2 separate regions of the Sus scrofa genome follow, and region 2 is linked to region 1. The links are chromatin contacts, called in public Hi-C maps. All regions are on one chromosome and are shown on one strand. Each heading gives the region's core, a stretch centred on a gene start, on an enhancer-like site or on the middle of the called end of the contact. The rest is flanking DNA. Distances are from core to core; before and after follow the strand shown.

What was found. Hi-C and Micro-C count contacts between places; a contact is called where the count stands out from the background.
Region 2: a Hi-C map of liver shows a contact between it and region 1, with 9 times the contacts expected there. The contact joins the promoter of XRRA1 here to the promoter of C2CD3 in region 1. A contact is called at or near these places in 1 of 5 promoter capture datasets (liver) and 2 of 47 Hi-C or Micro-C datasets (liver and skeletal muscle).

Annotation. Positions count from the first base shown.
Region 1 is chr9:8,511,522-8,514,263 of Sscrofa11.1, reverse strand. It overlaps C2CD3 (C2 domain-containing protein 3), which reads left to right and starts at 1,421. Exons shown (of 34, transcript XM_021062487.1): 1 at 1,421-1,679. The coding sequence starts at 1,625. It overlaps PPME1 (protein phosphatase methylesterase 1), which reads right to left and starts at 1,473. Exons shown (of 15, transcript XM_003357190.5): 1 at 911-1,473. The coding sequence starts at 1,458.
Region 2 is chr9:9,279,334-9,282,064 of Sscrofa11.1, reverse strand. It overlaps XRRA1 (X-ray radiation resistance-associated protein 1), which reads left to right and starts at 1,372. Exons shown (of 19, transcript XR_002335534.1): 1 at 1,372-1,574. SPCS2 (signal peptidase complex subunit 2) reads right to left here and starts at 1,548. Exons shown (of 5, transcript XM_003482563.4): 1 at 1,103-1,548. The coding sequence starts at 1,399.

The DNA.
Region 1 (2,742 bases), core at 172-2,671:
TTTAAGTGGCTACACTCCATACTCTGTTAATTGAATCTTATCAGACCCAAACATAGCTTCCATCAGATGTATTAGCCCAGAAAAAATCAATTGCCCAAATCGCCCTCTTTATGCATCCTGGACTTAGCTCTGCAGCCCTGCGTTCCCTAAACCCTGTTCCTAGTCATCTCTCCGTCTGTGGAGCCCCTGGTCAGTCTCTAAGGCCCTCAGCCCTCCTCCCCTTATCCCCGCCCGCACATCTCACCCCAACAGTCTTCTGGAGTGTGTTCTCCATCTTTCCTCTGGCCTGTTCTCCACACTTGCGCGGTACCCCTCAAGAGACCCAATCTCTAAGTCGCCCGCTCACTCCCTGAATCTGCCTCTTACACCTCTAGGAACTCTCTCTAGAACCTTCTGCTCCCTGTTTCTCTCGTCTGCTCCAACCCTGCCTCAGGTGTTCTCGCTTTCCGTCGGCTTTTTCTAACACCTAGTGTTCACAGTCTTCTTACGCCTCCTAATATTTCCCTGGTTCTTCTAATTCCCCTCAACTTTTCTCTGTCATTTCCCATTTCTCTCAGCCCTCCCTGGCAGACTTCCCTCCACCTCTGTCACCGCTCATCTCCCTTTTCTCAAACCTCCTCCACCCCTTCTTCTGGGGGTGCCTCATTACCTCTCTTACACGATCCTCTCAGCCTCTTCAATCTTTGCCTCATTCCCCTCCCTCCAATACTATTTGTCCTCCAATTCCATTGACTTGGCGCCTCCCCTAGTCCCCAGATCCACCTCCTACTTCATCTAAACGTCTCCAGGCCGCCGCCAACATCTTCTCCCCTCCTGAGCCCTCCTGGTCGTGCCGCCCTAAACGCGCAGAGACACCATTCTCCAATGGCCGGGGCCTGGCCTCTAGGGAGAAGGGGTATGGGTCACGTACCCCATTCGCATCTTGGCTCCGCTCTGACTGCCCCCGCTGCCGGGGAGAGGCGGGCGAGAGGGCAGACGGCCGAGGTGCATGCTCTTCTCGAGGGCCGACATGAAGGGGAGGCCGCAGGTAGCCGAACTGTAGCCGAAGCTCCGTCCCACGCTAAGAGCGGCCCAACCGGTCACAGCTCGCTCCCCTAGCGACGCCCTGTAGCCTTTGGACAGCACCCAGCTACCGGCAGCACCGCCCACCGGCTCCGTAGACTCCACCCCCTCGCCTTGCGCTTCCACCGGAAGTGCGCAACAGCACTTCACAAAGGGAGCTGGGTAACGGAGTCTCGGACCCCTCAGACCCCAAGCGGAGAACTTCACGATCCCAGACGGAAAGAGAAGTGCTCCTGAAAGCAATGCACCCTGGGCAATGGAGTCCTCAAAGGGAGTATCCCTTTGCGCCTGCGCAGCTGGAGGAGACCGTCTCCAACCCCGCGAAGGTAGTGTAGCAAAGCATTCTGGGTGTTGTAGTCTCCTGGTCTGAAGGAGTATGCCGCCTTTCTTTCTCATGGCTTCCCGGGGACTGTTAGAGAAAGAGTCGCTTCTTCCTGCCTCCCAGGCTGCCCAGCGGCGCCAGTTGCTGGGGAACGCAAGCGCGGTGGGAAGGGATGGCGGGAGGTTACGGCTTGGGTGCTGTGGCCGGATTTGAGTTGATGAAGAGGAGCTCGGGCTCGCCATGAAACAACGGAAAGCCCAGGGGCCTGGGGCCGGCCGCAGCCGCGGGAAGAGAGGTAACGAAAGGTTGAGGGCAGAGTGGTAGGGCGGAGTTAGGGGAGCAGGGTGCCAGACGTTCTAGGCAGACTCCCCGCCACCCCCACCCCTCCCATACGCACAGCCGCCTGTTTTTTAAAAAGGGGTTGGAGAAGGGAGAATAACCAGGGAATCAGAAGATTGAAAAGACAGGGCGTTTGGCTCTCCTGCGAATGGAAAGGAAATAGTGGCCGAAGTAGGAGGCAAAAATGAGTAAATGAAGTGAGGGTTAAAAGGGGACGCTTCTAGAGGAAGGAAAAAAAAAAAAAATTGTAGGAATGTTTTGCTTTTTACTTTTTAAAAATTGAGATTATAATTGACATATAACATTGTTCGTTTCAGCTGTACAATATAACGATTTGTATATATTTCGAAATGAGTTCGTGTCTAGGTAGCATCATCACCAGACATAGTTACAAATATTTTTTTCCTTCTGAGGAGAGCTTTTAAAATCTACCCTTTAGCAACTTTCAAATAGACAATACACTATAATTAACTGTAGTCACTGTGCTGTATTTAAATCCCCATGATTTAGGAGTGTTTTTGATAAAGTCAGACGTGTGTTGGGGATGGGGGTGGGGAGGGTGTAGTTTTGCAGGCCACATGGGACTGGAAAAAAAATAAGTTGTAGAGGAGAGTATAGCAGTGATCCTAATGGGCAGGGGTCATGTTTAATACGTTGCCGAATCCCCAAGAACTAGCACAAAGCTGGACTCAGTAAATGTTAGTTGAATGACTGAAGGTGAGACGATCATAAAGCATCCAGGGCTACAGCTGGGAGTAGCGAAAGGATAGTTGTGAAGGAAAAGGAAGAAAAGCTGGGGAGTGGTGGGGGTTGCCGGGGTTGTGAGGGCATGAAGTTCTCTGAAGGATTTAAGATGAAAGAGTGTGTAGCAAGAGAACCTTATCAGGTTAGCATGCTCAAGGAGAAGCAAGCTCACCAAGAGACCAGGAAAGTGTTAGCTGCAGCAAGAACAGTCACCCTGGGAACCCAGGACAGATCAGGAAACGAAACTGAATCTCTACAGGGCTGCTTCAAAAAAC
Region 2 (2,731 bases), core at 123-2,622, 770 kb before region 1:
ATGTTTGCCTACCATGTGTTACACACAGAGAAGTCTGAAAGCTGTTTTCAATTAAAGTAAACAATCCTGATTTTTCACTCTATTAAAATAAAGACCCCCTGTGTAACATTCCTTATCAAACTGGCCCAGGGCCCTAAAATGAGAGAATTGGAAGGAACCTTAGGGTGGATGAAGACTAACTCCCTCATTTTACAAATGAGGAAACAAGACACAGGGAAAACAAGCATATTTCAAGGTCACACAGCTAATTAGACGCAGGCCCAGTACTAGGACCCAGATCTCTACACAATTGTTACTTTCAAAATGCTATGCAAAGGGCAGGAAGGGCCTACCCCGAGAAGAAGTTTCCTTTTTTTTTTTTTTTTTTAATTTTTTTTTTTTTAAGCCCTTGTTGCTAAGACTGCATTTAAAAAAGAATAAAGCAAGAAAGAGAGAAACAGAGAAAGACTGGATGGGCGGGGCGGGGGGAGAGAAGAGTGAACAGGCAGCAAGCTCAAGAATCTGATTCACCTAAGGCACTTGGTGGCAGGAAGAGAGGGGAAAGGGTAGGGGGTTGGGTGAAAAAGGCGAGAGAAAAAAGATAAATCTTAAAAGCTTCCTGTCAGCATGTAGGTCAAGTTCAGTATTCGGGGTATCACAACAAAACGCCTAGAAACTTTAGTAAGCAAAAGGCCAAAGGCACTCTAGAATCAGTAGCAAAACTCAAGTGTGGCGGGGAGTTTGGACACCACTGACTTCAAACAGCTGCCTTCATTTAGTCGAGATTCAGCTTTCCCTGTCGGTGAAACGGGCACACTGAACAGTGGCCCCGAGTACCACCGAGGAAAAGCGAGGGCCGCAGGAAATGTGGAAATAATCAAATTATCCTAAGTAGCAGCAGTGGCCGAGGTTAAGGACCAAAAAGGAATGAAGTCCTAAAGAGGAGAGAGCCCGAGTCTGAGGTGCGTAGAGAGCTGAATACAAGGGCCCGTAGGGTCCCCGAGGTGGGCCAAACGAGGACTCCCCTAGAGAAGCCGCATAAGAAAAGGGGGGAGAGGATGGTGGGCTCGCCGCCTCCCAGGAGTCCCCAGGCCTCGGCTGTCCCCAAAATCCGACTCCTCACCTTGTCCAACAAGCCGCTACGGCTACTGCCCGTCCCGCAGCTGGGACCGCCGCCAGCCCCACTACTGCCTCCGCCACCACCGGATCTCCCACCCTGAGCAGCCGCCGCCGCCATCTTTCCTGCCTGTGCGTCTCCCTCCCCTCCTACTTGTCCGAAGCTGATTGGCTGGAACTGGCGGCGTGGCGTGCCGCGCGGAGTACATCGGGACCCGTAGTTCAGGGCTGGCTGACGCGAGGTTGCCAGCGGAAGTGGCCGCGGGGCTTGCTGGGACTTGTAGTAATCAGAAGCTCCAGCCATCGGTTGCCGCCTACTCGGCCAGCCAACGCGTCGCGGTTACTAAGGGTTGGAGAAGGTAGTGGTAAGCGCCACCGTGGAGCTACTCCGAGATCCCCGGGAGGCTCGCCGAGCTGCCCGCCTGACCGGGACGTCGCCCCCGCGGAAACCTCGGAGGCGGAAGCGACGCCGGAGGCAGGTGCGGCTGGAAACTTAGTTTCATATGTAGAGTTTCCCAAAGAAGCGAAGGAGCTTGTCTTTAATCCTTTTCTACCCCTGTTACTGCCCTTACCGGTTCTTTGGTGACTGTCATCTTAGCTGTTAGTATTGTTTTCGTATTTTAGGGAACTCACATTCATTGTCTTCTATCTGCATTTGTAGCCATGCTCTCATTTAGTCCCGTAACAGACCAGTCAGAGGAGGATACTAAGAAACTTAAGGCCAGAGAGCATGTATCAGAACCTAGTTTAGAAGCCGGGTTTTTTTGTTTTGTTTTGTTTTTGTTTTTTACATCAAACCCGTGTTATACTCCCTTTGCCATTGACTGGGGTCCTTGAACCCTCTAATCAATAGAAAATGGTAAGAGGCCAGATGAGAAATTCAGGTGAGGCTTTATTGGGACTCCTGCTTTAATGCTATGGAGCAAAAATAAGAAACAGGTGCTCCCTGAGGGAAGGAGGCAAGCTGGTCCCTTAAATGAGATGAAAGAAGGGGAGGAAGGGATGGCTCAGGTGGTCTGCCTACTGCCTTGGTGGTGCTGGGATTATGCCCAGTACCCTCCTCACTCTTGGCACCTCAGAAGTGGCAGTTGGCTTATGGCCTTTTTGTGTTTTATTGTTCATAATTTGCCTCAACTGTGCTTGCATGCAATTATGTTTTGTTCCTTCTTGTTTCTTTGTATTTTGTTGCTCAAGGCGATGTCTGTCCAGGTGCAGGCACTCCAGTAAAGGATCCCAGATCCCAGCCTAACTCACCTTTGCCACTCTGCTTTTACAGCTTTAGGACACAATAATATTATAGATTTTTATTGCTTTTGTTTACACAAGTATTTGTTGAGCACCAACATCACTGGAAACTGTACCGAGGAATCCTAGGGGATCCTGTCCCCTACTTTCATGGAACTCCTACTCTAATGACCTAGAGTTATCATATAACAGGTCTTAATACACTATGATTTAGTACACTGCATTATTAGTTGTTTGTTTTGTCCCCATGAATTCCTCATATGTGTCCAAATGACTGAACAAATGGAGTACATACTCTGGAGTGGTCACTGTTCTGGTCATGAGGGACAGATCGCTGAGTAACAGGCAAAATACCTGTTTTCATGAAGCCAACACTCATGTGGTCATCATT